Regions from separate parts of the Mus musculus genome. Here region 1 is linked to region 2. Evidence: chromatin contacts called from public promoter capture Hi-C data. All regions are on one chromosome and are shown on one strand. The core of a region is the stretch at or near the end of the contact, and the rest is flanking DNA. Distances in the headings are between cores, read along the strand shown.

Region 1 (4,317 bases), core at 781-3,280, 92 kb before region 2:
GACGTGTGTGTGTGTGTGTGTGTGTGTGTGTGTACTCTATTTCAATAGATATGGGCTCTGTTCAGGCCCTTTTTAAAAGTCCAGGTCCTGGTGAACAACACTCAAGGTTTAGTTTATTGTTTTTTGTATGTCACAACACCAAAGACTTGGCTTGAACCTTCTAAGTTCCAGATTCCAGCTGCCACAGGCTGAGGTACGGGTCAGTCAGGTATGCCTGTTCATCTCTTCCAACTCACCCTGCTGTTAACGCACGGTCCCTTGTCTTGGAATCTACAGTCCAACATTTGCCCTTTTGCTAAACTCGGAGCCTGAGTTTGAGTCTAGGGCAGGATCCTGCAGGTGGGGCTGGTAAACGTTTTATCGCCGGGCCATTAAGTTCCGAACGTTTAGTTTACGCCAGTCACCTGTTCAAAAGCAGCTTTCCTGGCCTCACTCTGAGCGGAGAGGCAGCCCAGTACTGTTTTTAAAAGGTCACAAGGGTTCCTCATAGCATGACCCACTGACAAAGGCTACAGACCTCCCTGTTTGTGGTTAAAGTCAAAAGGCTGCTTGGTTAATCCCTCATGTTTGGGACACTCTGTGAGGGTAGAATCCCAGGGGTCTGGACCCAGTCAGTGAGTAGTCATGGAGACAGTCCTTGGAGCAGCTTGCTGGCTGTGGCCCCCCTGGTCCTGAGAAGTTCGCAGAGTTCAGTCAGCTGAAACTTCCCCCCTGTTCTGTATCTGCTCACTGGCCTTGCCTGAGCTTTGACCTGTGTGCTGTGCAGGGAGACAAGACCAGATAGGACATAACCAGACACAGTCGCTGGCTGCAAGGGGCCTGGAGTCTAGTTGAGAAGATAGATAGTTAGAAATGTCACTGAACCTGAGGTATTTGAAACCAGGGAATGAGGTCGACTAAGCACTGTTAGGGCTGGAAGCTCTGTGTGTGTGTGTGTGTGTGTGTGTGTGTGTGTGACATGAAGGTCACTGCAGGGGAACTGGGAAGTGTGGGAATAAAGAACTTGACTCTCTAGGATAGAGAAAGGACAGGCGGGTTGAGTTCATGCCACAGGCTGGCTATACTCTCCACGGGATACCTGGACTCTACTCAGGGCAAAGGGGAACCAGTGTGGGCTTGGGGGTGATGACTGGTGGGTACCACAACTCGTGAATGTGTAGTCTCTATCTCGCCATCCCTGGGATTATAAGCACACATTGCATACATGGTTAGTTTTCTTGTATATCAGTTTGGGGCATCAAGTCAGGTCCGCACACTTTCAAGACGCTTGATTGAGCTACTCCAACAACAACAAAAACAGCAACAACAACAACATCCAAAAGAACAAAACCAGGCTTTATAGCTTGGCTTTGAACTCACTCAGTGGCTTAAGCTGGCCTTGAAGTCAGGTGTCCTCCTGGGTGCTGAGATTACAGGCCTGGAATACTGTACCCATAGGAAGCACGGTTTCTACCACAGCCTGGCATGCATGTGTGCGCACTTGTGCGTGGTAAAAACTGCATACCCCATTACTTTCTGTTCTATCCAAATCATTTGTTTTAGAGCTGGTTGTAACCCACTAAATTGATTTTACTGCTCGCTAATAGTTTGATCCACCGTAAAACAAACAAACACCAACCAAACACACACACACACAAAACCAAATCAACAACACATACTGTTTGAGTGACAGATCCATGGTCCAGCCCACTTTTGTTGAGGGGCAGATTCATGGTCCAGCCCACTTTCGTTGAGTGGCAGATTCATGGTCCAGCCTACGTTTGAGTTTCCTTATGCTCACTTACATTTAATATGCAGCGTTTCTCCAAGTGCACTCCATGTACTGTCATCATTCTTCCACACAGATTGCTCTCCAGGGCAGCTCCGTGGGCAAGCACACGTGGGCAACGACACAACACGTGGTATCTGACCCGTCACAGCGTACTCAGCCTTGCCATCGTTCAAGGTCTGCGTTGATGGAGTTGACTGTACACATTTTAGCCACAGAGCCACTTTCCATTTGGGCGAGCCCCTGCTCCCTTCCTCGGGAGAACCCTGGTGTAGGAGAACAACTATCAGTCGGGGCCCTGCTGTTTCACTTCCTCCACCGTCCTGTCCATCCCTGCCCCTGCGAGCCCCTGCGAGTCCAGGAAGGTCCGCGTGTAATCGGGAGGGAGGGGAACTGGAACACACAGTGACCCTGTTTTCCTACTTCCCATATCAAGTCCCCGTGAGAGTCCTGCAGTCTTTTGGACCAGTAATTGAACCCAGGGCCTCTTGCATGGCAGGCTGGTTCACCGCTGAGTTACCTCCTCCGTTCCACCCCACCCTTTTTTTTTTTTTTTTTTTGTTTGAGTCAGGGTCTCACCAAGTTGCCTGAACTGGTTTTCAATTTGGACCACAGTGCTGTCAAGCTTTAAATGTACAATTCTCCTGCCTCTGCCTCCCAAGTAGCCATGTCAGCACGCCTGGCTGCACCTTACTTTCTCACTAGATGATGGATCTTAGATGTCACTTCCTGTTTGTACACAAAGCTTCCTTACTACTGCGGTCTCTGTGTGTGTCACGGATGCGTCATTACACGTGGGCAGCCATCTAGTGATGACTCGGGCCGTTTCCAGCGGTTCTGCTAGAGATGAGCCTGCAGTGAGTAACCATGTATCTGAGCGATTGAACGTGTGAGTGTGCATGCAACATAAATCCTTACAAGTGGAGCTGCTCGCTCTAAGCTCCGCACTTCCTTAGGGCTCGAAGGGCACTGTCCGGTGACCCTCCGAGGTCCAGCTGGAATCTCAAGAAGAGATCTTTCTTGTTTGATGTTTGATCCCAACCAGCTACACACATTGGCCCAGAACTCAGGAAGCATGGCGCACATTGCTGGACTGTCTTCAAACAGCTGTTTGATGTCATCAGTGGCTGCTGACAGAAATGGTTTCCTCCAGGGATGCCCCCCCCCCAAGGGACACATATGCTTGTGAGCGATGTATAAATGGGCTCAGAGCATGTTCTATGTAATGTGTGTGTGTGTGTGTGTGTGTGTACAGTCAAAAAAGAAAAGGTTATACTCTTAGATGGGCATGGGAGGAGTTGGTGTAGAGGGAGGGGGTAGGGTTGAATACGTGCAGGGTTTAATCTATGAAGCTCTTTAAAAAAAAACCTGTTAAATGCAAGCAAATCTTCAGCCCCAGCAACTGTTGGACTCGGCTAATTCATGTAGCCAAGTCAATTCCTTTCCCTCCTCTTTGTAAACTGGAGCATCCGAGCCCTGCAGCTCTGAGAAGTTGTCATTGTCTTTCTCAGAGGTGAATCAGGGCTTCTGTGGGCACTATTACTTTTATTTATTTATTTTTTTAAAGACTTTCTATGTAGTCCAAGTTGGCTTTGAACTCGTGGTCCTCCTGCCTCAGCTTCCCTACTGCTGAGATGGCAGGTATAACAGGTAGGTACCACTGCACCAACTTGGCCCCCTCCCCCAACTTGGCACTTTCTTGCAAACATAATGAAGCATTCTTTTCTCGCAAGACCAGCAATCACATCTCTTGGTGTTTTCTCAAGTGAACTGAATGTTTACGTCCACACCGGAGCTTGCCCATCCGTGTTCATAGCAGCTGTAGTCCTCATTGTACAAACCTGGAAGAAAACTAAGTGTCGGTAAATGAGCTGAAGAATAAACGGTTGTGTATTCAGAGACTGGAATAGCATTCAGCTCTGAAAGAAGCAAGCTATTTGGCCATGAGAAGACATGGGGGAACATGCGTTCATAGTGCTCAATGGAAGAAGCCAGTCTGAAAAGGCTCCGCCCAGTGAATCCAGCCCTGCGGCCTCCTGGGAAAGGCAGGGTTATGGAATCACTAGAAGAATCAGTGTGGTTGCTGGGGATTGGGGGGCAGAGGGGTACATGAGGCACAGGGGATTCCTCGGGCTGTGAAACTGTTGTGTTAGATATTCCAATGGTGGACACCTGACCACTACCAAAGCCCAAGGACTTTACAACACCAACCATGAGTCCCAATGTAGTCCCCAGACTTTGGACGGTGATGGTGTGTCCACATAGTCCCATCAACGATCAGAAATGGGCTGCTCTGGTTGGGACATTGGAAGCGGCAAGCTCTGCAGGAGCCATGTGGGAAGTCTTGGTGCCTTCTACTCTATTTATTTCATGGACCTTAGGCTGGCTGTGGTGGTGTACACCGATAATCTCGGTAGAGGTAGCAGGATTACAGCAAATTCAAGGCCAGCCTGGTCTACATGGTGAATGCCAGGTCAGCCTGGGCTACCTGACAGAATCTTGTCTCAAAAAATCAGAAGTAATTAAGGAATGTTTTTAATTAAAAATTT
Region 2 (4,561 bases), core at 755-3,254:
CAAGAGAAGGATCTTGTCTCAGACTGCCCATGGCAATCTGACATAGCCTGCAAAATGGAAGCAATCTCCTTTCGAGAAGAGTGCTGTGCTCAAACAGACTGGTTCTAACCCGATCAGGGGCAGCCTTCTGCCATCCTCAGTAATGAAAATTGATAATTAATAACAAAGAGATAGATGGCTTAAGAATTCCCATAGCTAGAACCCTGTCAACTTCAGAACTCAGAACGACAAAGCACAAGTATGCATAAAACAAAACCCGTCCTCCTCTCCAAGAACTGCAAACAACACAAGATCAAACACGCTATGAAACGGAGAGCGTAACTCCAAAAGAACTAACAGAGGGGATGAGGGGAAGCCAGAGTCAAGGATAACATGGCTGGGAACAAATCAGAAGCTCAGAGGCACATCTCACCTACAAGAGACTGACACACTTGTAGCAGACTTCAAAATAAGACTAAAGAGGAATAACAAAACTTCCAACTTCTGTGAGAATTAAATGTCAGTTTAGAACTATATTCAACAAAACAATCTGATGAATGGGGAAGAAAGTCACAGTGAGGAAGAGCTGAGGTCAAGAGCAAATAGACTGCTAAATACGCAATGTTAAGAATAATACATAAAAGGGCTGGAGAGATGATGGCTCAGCAGTTAAGGCCACTGGCTGCTCTTTTAGAGGACCTGGGTACATTCCCCAGCACAAACATGGCAGCTCACAACTGTTTGTAACTTCAGTTCCAGGGAATCTAAGACCCTCTTCTGTCCTCTCTGGGTACCAGGCACAAATGTGATACAGATATACAATATAGGCAAAATATCCATATACACACACATGCAAAACAAAAAAAATGACAAAAAAACAGAAATAATCTAGGCATGGAGGTCCATGTATGTAGTAGCCTAACCTAAAGCATCCATGTACTTCTGAGACTTAGTTTTAAGATTTTATTCTAAGACTGAAATGGTGCCGCATGCCTTTAATCCCTGCACTTAGGAGACAGAGATAGGCAGATCTCTGAGTTCAAAGGTAGCCTAGTCTACATAGTGAGTTCCAGGACAGCCATGGTTACATAGTAAGACCCTGTATTTTGAGAGAGAAAGAGAGAGAGACAGAGAGAAAGAAAGATATACACAGAGAGATATACAGAGAGACAGAGACAGAGGGATACACACAGAGAAATATACAGAGAGAGAGACAGAGAGAGAGAGAGAGAGAGAGAGAGAGAGGCAGGCAGGTGGATCTCTGAATTTGAGGCTAACCTGGTGTACAGCGCAAGTTCCAAGATAGACAGGGCAACACAGAGAAACATTTTCTTGAAAAAGAAAGAGAAAATTCAGTAGAGATGGTTCAGAAGTGAAGAGCACTGGCTGCTCTTTCTTATAGAGGACCCAGATTAAGTTCTCAGCATCGCTTGGAGGCTCACAACTCTCCACAACTCAGTTCCAGAGATTCCGATGCCCTCTCTGGCCTCCACTGGAACTTCATCCATATGGTGCTCAGATATACATGCGGGAAAAACACATATGCTTTAAAATATGACATATAAATTAAATTTTAAAGCCAGCCATGGAATGAATATTTAACTTCAGCACTCAGGAGGCAGAAGCAGGTGGATTTCTGAGATCCAGGACAGCTTGGTTTACATATCAGTTCCAGGACAGCCAGGACTATACAGAGAAAACTAAAACCAATACGCACACGCACACACATTCAAGTTTAACAACACACAAACCCCATTTGTAATTCAGTGTGTGCCTACAACCTACCATTTAGCTGTTGTTCATACTAACATCTGTCTGGGCACAAATCCAGCCTCTTGCTCCATGAAGCACTGGAATAAACTTTAATGTATTAGGAAAGCAAAAAAGCTAACTGACCAGGGAAGCAAACACATTTTCACACCACGCACAGGACACAGCTGCGACCTGTCAAGCGTACAGGCCTCTCTTTAGCCAACAGCGAGCGAGGTTCCAGGACTTTCTCTTCACTGGGCAGGAAGCAGCATCTGAACACACAACTGTTCCCAAGCCCCGGCTCTACTGACCTCACTTCCGACTTCCGCACACTCACCCTCTGACCTGGGCCTTCGCAGTCCGCCCACACGGGCCTCTTTGATGAAGTATCAGCAAGTCTCTAAATGACAATCTTTAGGAAGTCCACAGGTAGCCTCTAGTTACCTTGTTCTCACATAGAGAGCCCCAAGGGTCTGGTGTGTTTGCTGTGCTATTAGAACAAACAGGCGGTAGCAAGCACGGCCAAGTAGCTTTAGCTCCTCCATGCATACTTGGACACACACTACATAATCTGCCTCTTCTCCAAGTTGTTTCCGTGGCAACAGTCTAACTTAGAAATCTGAATTCTCCTTCTGCCCTTCACAGACCTTGACGTGACTCACAGACTTGAGCCAGATCCCAGGCAATGGAGTTAAAATGGAATTAAAATGCTTTGTAACTCACATGTCCCACAACAGTACATTCAAAGAAAAGTCACTCAAGCAAAGAAACACTGACACAGTGTTCTAGGCACCAGAGCAACACGTGCAAAAGGTGCTCACGCCAGGCCAGCGATAACTGATAGTGATATAGACCAGTACTCCTCAGCGCCCCTTTAGAAGGAATTTAGAATACTAGAAACAATCTGCTTGCGTGCATAAAGACCCCAAGTGCATGGGCAGGAGTGTGATCACACACACACACACACACACACACACACACACACACACACACACACAGGAAACAGTCGTGTGCACAAACAGGCAGGCTTAGAAGACACAGAGTTGTGGACATTTTTTAAGGAAATGCCTTAAAAATACTTGTAAATACTTCTTTCTTCTTTCAGTGTCTTTCCCAACTCCCTTTTTACCTCAGAGTGCAGCAGACCACTACTGCACGAGTCCTTGCAGGACGCACCAGTGTGGATCTGATACACAAACAGCTAGCCCCGAAAAACGAAGTCACCGACTCACAGACAACAAGGCAAGAAGGAGCAGCAGCACGGGGAAGGAGCAGCAGCACGGGGAAGGAGCAGCAGCACGGGGAAGGAGCAGCAGCATGGGATACATGGCAGGAAGAAAAGGCTGTTCCAAGATCATCCTCTTTCGCAGCAAGTGCCAGAACTGCTGGGACATTTCCTTTTCATAGAAAAGTGATAACTTCCTAATTCATAGCAAGGTGGAAATGACAAAAAGAAAAAAAAAAAAAGAAAAAGAAAAAGAGTGTATATAAAGTTTCCTGAAGGGGGAGACAGCACAGACTTGAACAGTCGCCTCAGGGGGAGGCCACTTCATCTCAAGCACAAACACGCTTGAAGGGATCAACACCAGTAATTCTACATTATAGTCACGCAAGGTTTCTATGTATTTTTAAAGTCCTAGATAATTTCATCCATGCACATAACATGCCTTTAACCATACACAATTCCTACTCTCATCTCCCTCCTACTCCCTTCAGCTTTTTAAAAACATGAAACACTATCTTTTTTACATTTTATTTAAGTGTCTGGGTGCTTTACCTTCATGTGTGGCCGTGTACCATGTGTGTGCCTGTTGCCCATGCAGGCTAGAAGAGGACTCTACAGCAGTTGTAAGCTGCCATGTGGGTGCTGAGAACTGAGTCCGGATCATCTGAAACAGGAGGCCAGTGTGCTCTGAGATGATGTGTCTTTCCAGCCCAAATCTATACCTTTTAAAATTGATTATATGGGTTCAAATTTTCTACACATGCACACATACATTTCATCAATACTTTAGCTTCAGTTTAGATTCTTTTAAAACTATTTAAATTTTTCATTTTAGCGAGTATACTTATATTTTCTATTGAATGCCAGGAATACAGTTTTGTGTTGGTGGCATCCTGGGGAACGAGCCTCTGCCTTCACAGGGCTCAGAAACAAGTTTGTTCTCTTTCATGTGATCACTGTGTGGGACTCATCAGAGCAGTGTCCAGACTTTAATGAAAATGCAGATAACAGTCTTAAAAACGAAAGTTCCACTGCTGCAGCCACCATTAAAACGAAAACCTTGGGGTGAACACAGATTGCAGCTTCATTTTTAACCTATTTTTATTTTTTGGTTTTTCAAGATAAGGTTTCTCTCTGTAGCCCTGGTTGTCCTGGAACTCACTCTGTAGACCAGGCTGGCCTCAAATGCATAGATCCACTCGCCTCTGCCTTCCAAGTGCTGGGACTAAATACTTGTGTCAGTATTTTAAGCTTCTGGCTATGCCACAGAAAACCCATGCTGAGTCCTAGAGCACAGTGCCCAATTTTAGGAAACACATAATTAAAACATCCTCTCCATTCTCCTGATCTCAGCACACCAAAGGAGAGAGGTCCCTTGATACAGGACAGTGTTCTGAGTGTGAGTGAGTCACTTGCTAGTGACAACAGCAACTGTTCTTCCTCGCTGCGGAGGCTCATGCGCACGCTCTGTGGAGGGCCAGGAAGCTCGCCCTTTCTGCAGTCTCTGTGCAACATCTGGTGTACTCAAAGGGATGACCGAATAGTCACCATGGGATGTGTTAGCACACATGAAGTACATAAGGGTACTTCCATGATAAAATTAGG

The links. Capture Hi-C pulls out chosen DNA fragments and counts their contacts.
Region 1: a contact with region 2 is called in a promoter capture Hi-C map of adipose tissue. The contact joins two enhancer-like sites. A contact is called at or near these places in 3 of 115 datasets of contacts at active chromatin or transcription factors (CD8 T cells, extraembryonic endoderm stem cells and trophoblast stem cells) and 2 of 9 other capture datasets (adipose tissue and pancreatic islet).

The regions. Positions count from the first base shown.
Region 1 is chr19:53,271,819-53,276,135 of GRCm38.p6, reverse strand. No RefSeq gene overlaps it. Among named protein-coding and RNA genes, the nearest start is that of 1700001K23Rik, 19 kb to the right of the region's middle. Within about 2 kb of position 2,030, at least 64 of the 459 cell types and tissues checked have an H3K27ac peak or open chromatin away from gene starts, as enhancers often do. A contact at or near this core is called in adipose tissue, where this site is marked.
Region 2 is chr19:53,179,049-53,183,609 of GRCm38.p6, reverse strand. The region is part of intron 1 of Add3 (adducin 3 (gamma)); the gene reads right to left. Among named protein-coding and RNA genes, the nearest start is that of Gm52402, 27 kb to the left of the region's middle. Within about 2 kb of position 2,004, at least 79 of the 459 cell types and tissues checked have an H3K27ac peak or open chromatin away from gene starts, as enhancers often do. A contact at or near this core is called in adipose tissue, where this site is marked.